4 separate regions of the Mus musculus genome follow, and regions 2, 3 and 4 are each linked to region 1. A link is a contact called in public Hi-C, HiChIP or PLAC-seq and promoter capture Hi-C data. All regions are on one chromosome and are shown on one strand. The core of a region is the stretch at or near the end of the contact, and the rest is flanking DNA. Distances in the headings are between cores, read along the strand shown. Region 1 holds the start of Med28 (mediator complex subunit 28). Region 2 holds the start of Cc2d2a (coiled-coil and C2 domain containing 2A). Region 3 has its middle 11 kb from the start of Bst1. Region 4 holds the start of Cd38 (CD38 antigen).

What was found. Promoter capture Hi-C pulls out the DNA fragments that hold promoters and counts their contacts. Hi-C and Micro-C count contacts between places; a contact is called where the count stands out from the background. HiChIP or PLAC-seq counts read pairs in DNA pulled down with a chosen protein or histone mark.
Region 2: a Hi-C map of hematopoietic stem and progenitor cells shows a contact between it and region 1, with 5 times the contacts expected there. The contact joins the promoter of Cc2d2a here to the promoter of Med28 in region 1. A contact is called at or near these places in 2 of 39 promoter capture datasets (the 3T3-L1 cell line and embryonic stem cells), 1 of 15 datasets of contacts at CTCF or cohesin (stem cell-derived epiblast-like cells), 3 of 484 Hi-C or Micro-C datasets (cortical neurons and hematopoietic stem and progenitor cells), 1 of 115 datasets of contacts at active chromatin or transcription factors (forebrain) and 2 of 9 other capture datasets (adipose tissue and pancreatic islet).
Region 3: a contact with region 1 is called in a promoter capture Hi-C map of embryonic stem cells, with 4 times the contacts expected there. The contact joins the enhancer-like site here to the promoter of Med28 in region 1. A contact is called at or near these places in 2 of 39 promoter capture datasets (cranial neural crest and embryonic stem cells) and 3 of 115 datasets of contacts at active chromatin or transcription factors (differentiating embryonic stem cells, embryonic stem cells and stem cell-derived neural progenitor cells).
Region 4: an H3K4me3 HiChIP or PLAC-seq map of pro-B cells shows a contact between it and region 1, with 6 times the contacts expected there. The contact joins the promoter of Cd38 here to the promoter of Med28 in region 1. A contact is called at or near these places in 7 of 39 promoter capture datasets (cranial neural crest, embryonic stem cells, hippocampal neurons and 4 more), 1 of 484 Hi-C or Micro-C datasets (B cells) and 2 of 115 datasets of contacts at active chromatin or transcription factors (embryonic stem cells and pro-B cells).

What each region holds. Positions count from the first base shown.
Region 1 is chr5:45,518,525-45,521,803 of GRCm38.p6, reverse strand. Med28 (mediator complex subunit 28) reads right to left here and starts at 1,575. Exons shown (of 4, transcript NM_025895.4): 1 at 1,320-1,575. The coding sequence starts at 1,478.
Region 2 is chr5:43,660,680-43,663,958 of GRCm38.p6, reverse strand. Cc2d2a (coiled-coil and C2 domain containing 2A) reads right to left here and starts at 1,580. Exons shown (of 38, transcript NM_001359906.1): 1 at 1,400-1,580.
Region 3 is chr5:43,806,577-43,809,855 of GRCm38.p6, reverse strand. No RefSeq gene overlaps it. Among named protein-coding and RNA genes, the nearest start is that of Bst1, 11 kb to the left of the region's middle. Within about 2 kb of position 1,680, at least 314 of the 459 cell types and tissues checked have an H3K27ac peak or open chromatin away from gene starts, as enhancers often do. A contact at or near this core is called in differentiating embryonic stem cells, embryonic stem cells and stem cell-derived neural progenitor cells, where this site is marked.
Region 4 is chr5:43,867,305-43,870,583 of GRCm38.p6, reverse strand. Cd38 (CD38 antigen) reads right to left here and starts at 1,775. Exons shown (of 8, transcript NM_007646.5): 1 at 1,464-1,775. The coding sequence starts at 1,708.

The sequences.
Region 1 (3,279 bases), core at 326-2,825:
TGACAGCAGCTGACAGAGGAACACAGTCTGAGAACAGACCCCGACAGCCTTGAGCAAGCACCGAAAAAAAAACCACAAAGACACAGAACCAAATTTAGGTTCCGAACACAAGTCAAAACTACACCCAAAGTTCCTCTCAGAAGCAATGAATCCTCCTGGCTAGCTCCAGATCTGATGGATGGAAACAGTCAAAGGATTTCCCACTCCTGTAACAGCTCGACCAACCAGACTGCCTATTCTGTGTACGGTAAAAGTTAAGTCTTGTTGGACTTTTGGGGCGTGAGCATGATGTGCAGATTTCAGAAAACCTATGGCCCACAAAGCTTGGGGGCGGGGGGGGGGGGGGCTTCACCAACGGCAGTAGGCCATGCAGACTTAAAAAAAAAAAAAAAACCAAACCTAACTGCAAGCCAGGCAGTGGTGCTGCACTTGTTCAATCCCAGCACTAGGGAGGCAGAGACAGTTGTGTGTCCAAAGTCAGCCTGGTCTACAGCGCTTGTTCCAAAACAGCCAGGGCTACGCTGAGAACTTGTCTCAAAACAAAACAAAACAAAACAAAAAGACAAAAACTAACTTCAGAAACTTTAGTTCCTGCTGCACCTCCCAGCCCACCCCCCCCCCCCATCCTTTGAAAAACATTTAAAGCATGGACCTTTATGGACAGTCAGTCTTACGGAGGTTAAAAACAACGCGTGCCCTTCTATTAAAAGCCCAGTATTTTAGGACTGGTGCGATGGCTAATCCGGTAAAGATGTTTGCCACCACACCTGAGTTCCATCCCTGCATCCAAGAGTGGATGGACCCAAGCGTTCTACTAAGGTTTCCTCCCACAGTGAGAACTCAACTTATGCCAACAAAGAGCATTTACCAAATGAATAGAAAGCGAAAGCCAGAGAAGTCAAGGGATGGCACCCAAACAAGCTAACAGGTAGGCAGGTGCCAGGGGCCATTGGAAGGTCTACACAGAACACTAGAGAAAAACAGGAAAAGCGTCCAGTATGTGACCTGGAAACTCAGAGGACCTCAGCCGAGTGGGCCCGCTCCAGGGAAGACCAGATCCTACTAGACCCGCAGGGGATCCAACGAGCCCCGAGGTGGATGGGAGTTGGGCGAACTTCAAGGCCACGGTCTCCAGAAATGTCGCGGTTGCGGGGGCAGACCTGAGACGACCGGCCACAGGTAGTACCCAATCTACGGCAGGCGACTTCCATTCTCCGGTGCCCCGCCTCTACTAAACGCCGGGACCGAGAAAGGAGTTAACCTGCGCGCCTTCCGCACGCCTGTGAGGGCTGCACAGAGACGCCCACATCTCGGCTTACCTCGAAGGATGACTCCAACTCGTCCACCAAAGTGCTGTTAGATGGTCTCGGGGCCCCAGGGGCTGCTTGCAGAAGCGACGCCTGGCCTGGGAGCCCGGGCGGCGGCGGCGGGGGACCTGGAGGCTGCCCAGTGAACATCCCTCCCAGGGACGCCGCCATGTCTGCAACGGCGGGCGGAAACGACACCGGGCCTGTGTGCGCAGGCGCGGGCAGCCTGATCACGTGGCAGGCCTGGTCACATGACGGGCAGTTCGCCTATTCGCCCGGAGAAAGGATTTACCATCATCCTTGTTTCTGTGCGGTCTGCCCAATTTATAGCCGACCTGGGTTTACTCTTTTTTGACCTAAATACTAAATGCTGGGACTGGTTTAAACCAGTCACTTGCAGAGACCGAACAAGGGCGCTGGCCTCCCTGCCTCCAGCCAAGCCCTTGGGCTGTCCCTAAAGACCTTAGCCGAGTCTTTTCTGCGCTCCTTTAGAAAAATGAGTCATCAGTTCATTCTAGGGTGATTAAGGGCTTGAGATGTACCAAATGCCAATCTAGTCACTTGTTCTGGCTGGAACAACACAAGTTCCCTCTAAATTCTGGCGTGAGGTGACATCCTGAAGGATACCAGTGTTCCTGGCACTTTTCTAATCGTATATGATAACACCGGAGGGAAAGTGACTGCATCTGTTTTCATAACGGCTTTAATGTTTGCCTGTTCACTAATTCAGAAGCCAAATAGCCTTGTTGTCGTCGTTGTTGTTTAATTTTACAACACTTAAAAAAAAAAGAAAAATTATCAGCTGACCAAGTTTTCGCCGAAAGATTTCCTTGCCCTAGACAGAGGGTAGGGAATAAGTGACAGGAGACAGGATGAAGGAGAAGAGAAGGATGGGGAGTGGTATTTGTCACTGGAGGATAAAAGACTGCCTCTAGATAGAGAGGAGACAGATGCGGCACATAGTAAAATGGACATTTATAATGGTATAAAGGGAACCCCTGTGTTAGAATGATGTGTTCAATTTTAGTTGGACAAGTTAATTAGGTGAGCCAACGGGGACTTTTCATTGCTGGACTTCAATACGATGATATCTTCACCTTGGTAGTCAGCCTCAGGAAGTGGCCAAATAAGTGAACAAACCTCGGTGGCTAGCTTTAGGAACACAATCTAACAGTTCTTAGTAAAGCAGAGGAAATGGAGGAGCCGAACAAGGATTGCCAGAGCCATGCTCAAGTGGACTAGTGTCCCTTCAACTTAACTGAGTCCTTCTAGTTTCCAGATAGGCATGTTTAATAATCTAGACATAGTAGTAAATACCCCAAATAGGAAGAAAAACCTCATAAATACATACAGCATTATTTGTAGAGATAAGTACTGAGGGAAAATGCTTGGGAGTGGACAGCTAAGTGCTCTTTGATGTGGAGGGCCTCTCTAAAGAGATCTCATTTGGAATGAAAATTTAAATGGAAGACCTTTCTAGAAAAAAAAACCTAAAGAAATACTTTGCGGGGTTAGTCAGGTTTTAGTTATCTATATGCCCAACATCCAGAACTCTGTCTAGCAAATATAGAGAAACACTTGTTGACTGAAAAATAAGCGCAGAGGCTTGAGCAGATGGCTGAGCTCGGGCTGGGAAGGCTGCATCTCAGCACTGGATTGGCCCAGGCTGCAGTGGGCCCATGGCAGCAGTTTCTTGAGTCTGACACTTAACTAACTTGTCTCAACCATGCTCTGAGCACAGATGAGGAGGTGCTGGGTCTATGTATGTGTGAGGTGGATACCATCAGAACTGTTCACATTCATTCTGGCATTATCTTGCAACGTTGTGACAAAAGAAAGGACCATGTAGAGATTTCTTCAGAACAGTCATCTGTTGCAGGATATTTGATCACATTGTGAACAGTGAGGCTGTGTTTCTAGTTGTTGTGTGGCTCAGCCTTAGCACACACCTTTAATCCCTCTGGCTGGAATA
Region 2 (3,279 bases), core at 331-2,830, 1.9 Mb after region 1:
CAGAGATGGAAGAGAACCATAAGAAAACCTTAGGGTGTTGAGTGCTATCCCTTTACTCTCTTTAGTTTTTGTCACCCATCCCTGACAGCCATACACAAGTCTCTTCTCCCCTTCCTCCAGCCAGGACCAGGACACTTGTTTTCCCTCGTCTGTTTAAAATGTTGCTGGAACCTCCTCCCCTCCACGCATGCTCACTTTCTCTCTTCAGAGACGAGGCTTTTCCTTTCGAGTGGGAGGGCCCGCTCAAAGTTGTGAACTCTCAGGAGCCATCCTGTGCCTTTTTAATGATTAATTATGTAGCAGCAAGTTACTCTAGCCCCAGCTTCTAGGGTACCAGGTGAGTGACACAGCTGTGTGTGGTCATTTAATCAGATGGACGGGACACCTTTCACTTGATGAGGCCAGGTCAGCACCCAGGCTCTGCTCATGGGATTGCTCAGCTGCACAGGGGGTGCTGGAAGCACCTCTATGGCAGGAGTCCCGCTGTGGGCCAAGCTCTTTAGACCTTTTTACAAGTCTGTTTTGTCACTGATCTCATTATCTGTTTCTACATCTGCTTCCCCAGCAAAGTCTCACCACTGGACCTGGTCTAAGTTGGTTTTGTACACTGTAAACTTGAGTTCTTCATCTGCTGCATCATTGATGCTCACTAAAAACTTGAATAAATGACTCTGTAAGTGAACTCTAGGCCAACTATCTATATACAGATTGATCTATGTTTATATATGTGCATATCTCTCTATCTCTATGTATACATATATGCACATATTTTCTCTATCCATATACAGTTCCCCTCTATACAAAGCATGCTGTCGTTACACTTATTTGCAGAAATGTTATATAAAATGCAATAGCAGACATGTATTTCTCATTAGATTTTATTAGCATTTCATAGCACCTAGCATTTCATAGCACCTAAAATGAAAACAGCTGAGCTGATGGCCAGTAGACTTCTGAAAGCTTGGCAGACCTCAGCCCTGCGGTTCAGAGCTCTTTGTCCAATAACAAGAAAAGTGGAGCTCGCCACACGGAGAGTACTCCCTCCGGCCCGCCCTCCCCTTCCCCGGAGCAGTTTAAACTAAAGGCCCGAAAGCAACACGCAGCTAGTGCTTAGCAGCACACTGACCAGAGAGGCTCTCTGTGAACCGGTTTGCTTTTCCCCTGCAAGCCAGACAGCAGCTGAAATCAGAGCTGTCCCTGCAGTGCCCCCACTTTGCATTGAGAGAGTGAAACTGCAAGCAAGATGAAGGGTCTCTAATGTTAGCAAGATGAGAGTCCCTAACGTTACAAAGCATTCATTCCACTCTCACTGCACCAGGGAGGGGCTGGTTTCTCTGCCGGAACGGAAAGGAGAGGAAAGCAGGACACTGCAGCCTGTCTCTGTTAAAGACTGATTTACCTTCGTCCACTCTACAAAACGAAGTTTGCAGATTCCACTTGCTGGGCTGAAGGGATGAGATGAGAGACCAGTTGTGTCAAGCCAGAGAACCTTTTAGAAATGAGCGAAAGGGTGGGCTGGGGTAAGAGAGGTTACTCCCTGGGAAGCTGCAGCCATATCTCAGGGTTTAAAAAAAAACACCAGCTTAGCAACCAGTTCCCAGGGAAGGTCACTAGGCGGCCGCTTTTTTTTTTTAAAGTGGCAGTTTACTTTTAAGACTTGGAATATGAGCTTGCTGGGCAAGCAGTGGAAAAATAACGTGCTGAAGAGAGACAAAGGGAAAGCAACTGGGCAGCCTAGCAGAGAGGACTCAGGCTCTCAGCAGGGTGTCCTGCCTTATGTCTCTGGGTTGCATGGCCTGTTGGGTCAAGGACAGAAGGTGTTGATAAGTAGAGTGGTTTAGAATCAGGAGGGGCCATGTTGTGTGGAGCTGCCTAGTAAGCAGTAGCAAAGACTATGTGGCCGGGCATCAGAGCTATCAGAGCTCCAGCGTGTGTTGCATTAGGGATGTTGGCTGGCTGTGCACAGAAGCTGGACCGCACACGCCTAACCTCTGTTTCTTCAACTCTTCACTACAAATGACCCAGCGGCCCAGCAGGGATACAGACAAGATGGCTCAAAAAAAAAAAAAAAAAAAAAAAAAAAGGCAAGAAACCAGGAGAAAAGGCCAAGTAGTGAGAACAGTAGTAAGCAGACTCAGACTCTACAGGCCAAAGACAACCACAGATCAAGGAACTCCACAGACCGCGGCCTCCTAACCCCAAGTGTTGTTCCTCAGAAGCCTGCCATTTTGTTTCTTAGACAAGACCTCTGACTGGAAGCTGGCATTTGGTGATTAGGCTAGGCTGCCTGCCTAACTCCAGATCCCTGCTTGTCTTAGCTTGTCTGGTGCTGATAGAACAAACGTGGGCCACCATGCTGAGTGTTAGCCACCTTCAAAGCCAGGTCCTCATGCTTGTGTGATGAAAAGCCCTTTACTAATAGAACTATCTCCCAGCCCCTATTTTCTGTATCCCTAAAGCTCTGGCATTCACTGCATGGGTCTTAGATAGATCTCTGAAGCTAACTAATTCCTAGAGACAATAAATGACTCCAAGGAAATGCATATATTCTCTTTGATACGTACTAACTGACCCCAAGCTGGCATCTCCATCTACTGCAATCACCAAGAAGTACCCCTCTGCTCTAAGTCACTCTGGAGGCAGGTGCTTAGGGAGCATGTCTATGATCCAGAATATTCTGAAACAAGTCAAATTATTTAATTCTAAACCCACCAGCACACTTACCATGCCACAACCTTCCTTCCAGGGAAAACCCCAGTAAAGGGTCTCTTTTGGAGCCTGATGTTTGGAGAATGCTGTTTTTGGAGACTGCTGCTGATTGTGTTTGGTTGATTGGTCTGTCTTTGTATCCCCAGTGCTGGGAATATAGATGCCTGTAGCCACTTGGCTTTTTATGTGGGTGCTGGAGACCTGAGCTCAGTATTTATTCTGGGCCAGTATCTTATTGATTGAGTCATTTTTTTCCCAGCCCAAGAAACAAATTTATATCCATTGTGATATTCTGTTATAGAATTATAAGACATTTCCTGCTTTGAAGGATCTGTGTGAATAACCTTTCTACAAGACAGCCATGTCTGTGTCTTCATGTCTCACCGTACCAGAGAACCCAGAGTTCACTTTTTAACATATGTGTGTACAGTGTACACATGAGCCAACATGTTTGTGTGGTGTGTGTGATGGGGAGAAGGAAGATATCAGATTGAGGTACTAATATGGTCTTCATAACATATTGACATCTTCACTCCCAGTACCACAGAACCTGACATTATTAGAGGTAGG
Region 3 (3,279 bases), core at 431-2,930, 1.7 Mb after region 1:
AGATAAAGTCACACTACGTTGCTCAGGCTGGACTCAAACTGGTGATCCCCCACCTCAAACTACTGAGTGACTTGGATTCTCCAGGTATACACCGCCATACCTGGCCTTTTCTTGCTTTTCATACAAACTGAAATCCTTTTCACCATTTATAACCTATCTCAAATGCTACAACATTCAACAAATAAGTATCTAAAGTGTTGGACACTAGAGACACAAAACAAAACACAGTGGATATCGTTGTCAGTAAACATGTGCAGAGTGGTCTGTATTATTGTGGGGTCGACTTAAATCCAACCTAACTCAAACACCATGTCAATGCAGATGACAAAAATTTATTGTAATCAAAACACTATTGATAGATCAGGACCACAGAATAGACTTGGGAGCTGAAGTGTGACCTTGAAGGGACATTACACAGCATATTTAAAGGATGAAACCACAAAGCAAGGGAGAGCAGGGTGGGCTGTAACACTGTCCAGTCGTATTTTGATGTAAAAGGTTGAGTAAGAGAGTTTCCATCCATTAGGATAGGAAGAGGTTCTAGGGAACATGAACTTCCATGTCTGACATTGCCAGCAAGATGGGGAAGTTGTCCTTGAGATGTCTAGACTCAGACAACTATCTCCTTATTTTTTTAAAAAAAATATCATTATTTTTTTCTAATAGAAGATGTTTAGTTTGGGGGAAGGCCCCAACTCTCCTAGGGCCTGGGTCCTTGAATGTATCTTCCCCTATGATTAAATGGAGTCTGAAAACGAAGTGATAACATTTAGAATAAGTTTCTTTTGCGTGTTCCCAATAGTATGAAGTAGAGCTACAAGAAAAACCTTGAAAGTAATATTATGTGGACAAAATAGGTATAAAGAAAATATAAATTCCTGGCCTAAAATTCACAACACCACACAGGATATGTTAACTTAAGAATTAAACATAAACATATGTGGGAAGTAGTTACTATGCAAGAAAGAGAGGTTCATGAGCAAAGTGATGGGAATAGATCAAATGACTAAGGACTTCAATTGTTTTTTAGCATTTATTTCTCCAGTTGGGTAAGTATACATAGTGTTTCTTCTGACTTGTTTTTTGTTTGTTTGTTTGTTTTTTTGTTTGTAAAATGATCTTATTATGTTTTAAAAGCATTCATTAAGACTTAGTGACTTTAAAGCCCGGCTCCATCACCTGTCTTCTCCTTCGTCATCTATATTGTCCGAATACAGGGAATCTTACAGATAGTAACTTCCAGGTGCCAGCTGTAGGAGTATTAGAATGTAAACATCTTCCCAGGAGACCCCCAACTGATGGCTCCCGGACCTCCAGGGACCCAGCTAAGACTCCAAAGCACTTCAGCCTCATTAAAGGAGCTGATCTGTGCATCTGTCCTCTGGGATACAGAATATTACCTCACTCTTCTTCCATCAGAACTTAATTTATCTCTGAGTAAATCCAGAAGGTCACCTTTTCGGATCCAGCTCCATTATAACCAGCCTTTCCTCCACCAGACGCCCAGCTGCAGACAAACTTAACCCAAAACCCTGCAGTTGAACCTGCCCGCGCATCAACCCCAAACGCCGGCTAGTGCGGAGCTGGGAGCCGGGAGCCGGATCGGCCTGAGCGCATGCACGAAGTCCTCGGCGGCTCCAGGCGTTCTCGCCGCGTTACCGCGGAAGCATCTCCTCTCGCGGGAGTGATTTGAAGCCCGGCGGAAACCGGGCTTGCCAGGGCTGAGTCTGAGGGGACGGTCGCGAGCTGCAGCTCCGAGCGCGTGGGCCGGGGAGAAGCAGCTGCTGATGAACAAGGGCTCTCAGGCGGGCTGTCGCAGCAGCAGCAGCAGCGCCAGAGCCACCGGCTGATGGTGGATCCACTCCGCTTCCAGGATCAGCCGCGACCCAGGCGATAAATCCTAATAAATCCCAGAGTGACGCACAGCCCCTGTGCGAGTATCTCTGAGACTGTTGACGTTTGGATTCCGGTTTACCTTGTCTATTTACTTAGAATACTATAGTGTTTTTGATAATCACAGTAGTCTTGTGTGGCCTTTTAGGTTAAGACAACCATTGATTAAAAAAAAAAAAACCTATAAATTCATTAATTAGATGTACATATGTATCTTTCCCTGTAATGATTTTTAATAAAACACATTTTGAAATCACTAACTAGTAAGTACAAATGAATGCATCTCTGTCACAACCCATAATTATTTTCTGTTTAATGTAGCTGCAGTCTTTCATTACAGTTCAAGAAGTAGATAAAGTGACTAAAAGCATGTATTAATCTTGGAGAGGATTGCCAGCACTTCCTTCAGGTGGCTCAAAGCCACCAGTAACTCCAATACTAGGGGATCCAGCACCCTCTTCTGGCCTCTAGGCCTGTACACACACACACACACACACACACACACACTTTTTATAATGAAAAAAAAGTTGGGCACAGAAGTTTGAATCTCAATTCAAACTTTATATGACATTTACCTCTCTCTCCCTCCCTCCCTCCCTCTCTCTCTCCCTCCCTCCCTCCCTCTCTCTCTCCCTCCCTCCCTCCCTCTCTCTCTCTCTCCCTCCCTCCCTCCCTCTCCCTCCCTCCCTCCCTCCCTCTCTCTCTCTCCCTCCCTCCCTTCCTCCCTCCCTTCCTTCCTTTTTGAGATTTCCCTTTCTCCTTTTTCTCTCATACCATGCATCTACTTCTCATACATCAGCTTTCACTCCCTCCCTTCCTCCCAGTCTCCACCCCTAACTTCCCCTCTCCCACATCTGCTGCTTCTTTGTTCAGAAGAGAGCCTGCCACCACATGATACCAACCAAACGTGCCATAACAGGACGCTGTAAGAGTAGGCATAAACCCTCACATCAAGGCTTGGCGATGCAACCCAGTAGGAAAAAGGGGTCCCCGAGCAGGCCAAACTGCTCCCACTCCCCCACTCCCATTGCCAGGAGTCTAGCAAAAACCTCAAGCTTAACAACCTCAGCTTGGATGCAGTGGGCCAGGTTCAAACCCAGACAGGTTCTGTGGTTTCAGGTTCGGTTTCTGTGAAATCTATGAGCTCTGCTTAGTGGATTCCATGGACCCTATTTTCCTGGTTCTTGACCCCTCTAGTTCCTACAGTCCTTCCTCCTCCTCCTCCTCCTCCTCCTCCTCCTCCTCCTCCTCCTCCTCCTCCTCCTCCTCCTCCTCCTCCATCTTCTGCAGAGAACCCTGAGCTCCACCTATGTTTGGCTCTAGCTCTCTGTATCTGCTCCCTTCAGTGGCTGGAGGAAGCCTCTCCGATGGTGACTGGGGCAGGCA
Region 4 (3,279 bases), core at 526-3,025, 1.7 Mb after region 1:
TGAATTTGATTCCCAGAAGCTACAGAGTGGAAGCAAAGAACTGAATTCCATGATTTCTGCACGTGTACTGTGGAACAGGCACTCACGCACTTACGAGCGTGTGTGCACACACACACACACATGTACACACACAGAGTAAATATATATACTTTTATTAGTTAATCCTGTTATTTTTAGATTGATTATTATTTGATAAACACAAATAATTAATTCTTGCTGAATGCACACATATACACATGAGTGGATAGGTTGAAGAAGTGCTTACCGTCTACACCACATGGTTAATGCTAAGCACACATCATGCCAGTGCCATGCATCTGGTTTGCTAAGCACAGAAAATTTACAAGCTATCAAAATGGCTGAACAACCAATATCATTTAAACATCTGTAAACAAAATATTTATCAGGACCCTGAGAGTGTTTATACTCCAACATTTTCAAGTAAGACCAGGACCCAAACCACTGAGCATTCGAGCACCCGGGAAGTGTGTGCATCTGAAGACAGAATGTGAAGTTGGGTTTCTGCGTGTGCCTTCCCAGCCTGCTGGGCTTTCTGTTTGACTTCAGAAATCAGTTCTACGTTAAAATGATGCCAGGGAGAAGCAACATAAATCATTCCCTCTGGGGCAGGTAGTGGGTGGAAGGGGTTCTATGGGCTGACTCTATTGACCAATGAAGATGATGTTCCCAAGGGTCTACACAGGATCACCAAGTGGATTTCGCTTACCTGATGAGTAATATTTCAGTTTTGACAGTCTGTCTTGTTTTGTTTTTATTAATGATCAGGTGCAAAAAAAAAAAAAGACCAGGATGCTGTTTGGGCTTGTTTTTTGTTTTCTTTGTGTTGTAATTAATTAAAATTAATTAACTTATTTTGAGTCAGGTCTCTCTTTGTAACCCAAGCTTGTCCTGGAATTTACAATGTTGCTGTGCAGCCCTTGTTAACCTTGAATTCACAAAAATCCTCCTGGCCCCTTCCACCCCCACAGCAAGCTGAGCAAGCCACCTAGTTAAATGTCGCCTGTGACCTTAACTTTCTGGGCAGGGGCGGTGTCTGATGGAAACCACAAGCCAAAAGACAATGTGAAGTTCCTGTGCCTGAGAGTAATCTTTGTCCCAGAAGCATGGCTGTGGCCAAAGATAGCCCTAAGGGTTCCTTCAGAGTTCAGGACCCTCTGTGGGAAGCGAGCATCTTTGCAGAGCTCAGCAAGGATCGGCGCCCCCATCACAGACACTGCCAAAACGGAGGAGGCATTGTGCAGGCGGTGTTCTGGTAACTTGAACAGGAGACCTTCCGCTCAGCACTGCCCTTCGGCTTCCAGCTGATCCACAACACAAGATTCTTTGTTTGGGACAATCTGGAAGATTCCCCCCCGCCGCGAGAGCTCCAGCTGAGTCACAGCCTGCTTCCCCGGTGTCCCGCTGCGCACTGTGCCTAGAGTGAGCCTCAGAAGCCAACTCACCTCATCTCCGGCCGGAGGATCTGAGTGTAGATGAGGCAGCGTCCCAGGAAGATGTCAGAAAAGTGCTTCGTGGTAGGCTCTCCAGTCCACACCAGGAGTGAGCGCGGCCTCAGAAGTATGACCACGATCCCTACTACCAAGGCGATCAGGACCAGGAGACCCACTCCGAGACCGATCTGGGCTTTCCTAGAGAGGCGGCAGCCAGGTCTGTCCCCAGACACCTGGCTAAATTCATAGTTAGCCATTGGGCTCCCGAAGACTGGCCCAGGCTAGGCAGGAAGAGAGCACAGGGCTGACTGGGTCAGAGCCTGCCCCTCCTCCTTTTTTTCACTTGCTTTTATCTGCTTCCTTTCCCACCCCCTACTCCTGCTCCAAAGTTCCACGGAGGTGACTGGACTAATAAGGCTCTTGGGTTGTCAACAGGCACTCCAACTGCTTACTTCCAGACTCCAGAGCAAACTGACCAGAACCTCTCTCTCCAAGAGAAGACAGCACTTTAGCCTCTGCTGGTACACAAACAACAGCTTCAGAATACTCCTGACCAACAACCTTGACACTTGACATGTTTGCTACTTATGCTCAGGTGTGTGTGTATGTGTGTGTGTAAAATTATTCTCCCTCTCCCTCTCCTCCCTCCCTCTCTCTCTCTGTTCACCCAAATGCCTGGCAATGAATGGCCTGCTTACCTCTACTTCTGAGCTTTGATAAAAATCCTGCCCAAGTATCTTTAAAGTCTCAGCTTTACTCTGCCCCTCTTCTCAGGAGGTATCAGTTCAAACCCAGCCCCAGATGGTAAAGTGCTGTTAAGATAAACTTACCTCTCTGAACTAGATAGATGTGAGCAGAGCCTCACATTCATTACATCAAAGCTTGCTTTGATTAGATGGCTTAATACCTCCTAGGTGTTTAGCATAATCCCTAAGACATAACAACCGATTACTCAATAAATGTAAGTTATTGCTGCTTACTCTAGGGGGTTGACAAAGGTAGGATTTTAGAGTTGATAGGATGCTCGCAACCCATCTCATGTGCAGTAATACTTCATCCCACATGGGAACCCCAAATACAAAGGCTCTTCCTGGCTCTCCTTCCCAAGAAGACCCCGCACTCTTCTGCTTAAACAGAGACTTGTCACAGAATGGATCATGACACAGGATTTTCACGGGACACTTTTCAGGCAGAGGGTACTGGATGCAAGAGCTGGGGCAGGAAAGCCCCTTGTTCTGTTTTAAGATGCGGGAAAGCAGCATTGCAGCTATACTACAGGATGACAGAGAATCCTTCCGAAGGCAGCAGGAGAGTAAGTCTCTGCAGCTCCGTATGTCAGGAGGACTTTTTTAGACTGTGCATTTCATTTTTTTTTAAACGTTTGCTGTCATTTTGCTTATTCATTTTGTGTGCCTCTCTCCCTCTCTTTCTTTTTTTTCCTGTGTTTTCTTTTTCTTTTTTAAAAATACATTCTTTAATCTTTTTTTACAGTCCAGACTTCATCTCCCTCCTGGTACATTCCCTCACCTCCTCCTCCCCACCCCCTCTCCAAGAGGATGTCCCCACCCCTATCCCTACCCCCCACCCCACCAGACTTCCTCACTCCCTGGGGCCCCAAGTATCTAGAGGGTTAGGTGCATCTTCTCTGACTGAGTCCAGACCCAGCACTCTTCTGCTGTATATGTGTTAGGGACCTCATATCAGCTGGTGTGTGCTGCCTGGTTGGTGGCTCAGTGTCTGAGTGGTCTCGAAGGTCCAGGTTAGTTGAGACTGCTGTTCTTATAGGGTTGCCCTCCTCCTCAGCTTCTTCTAGCTTTTCCCTAATTTA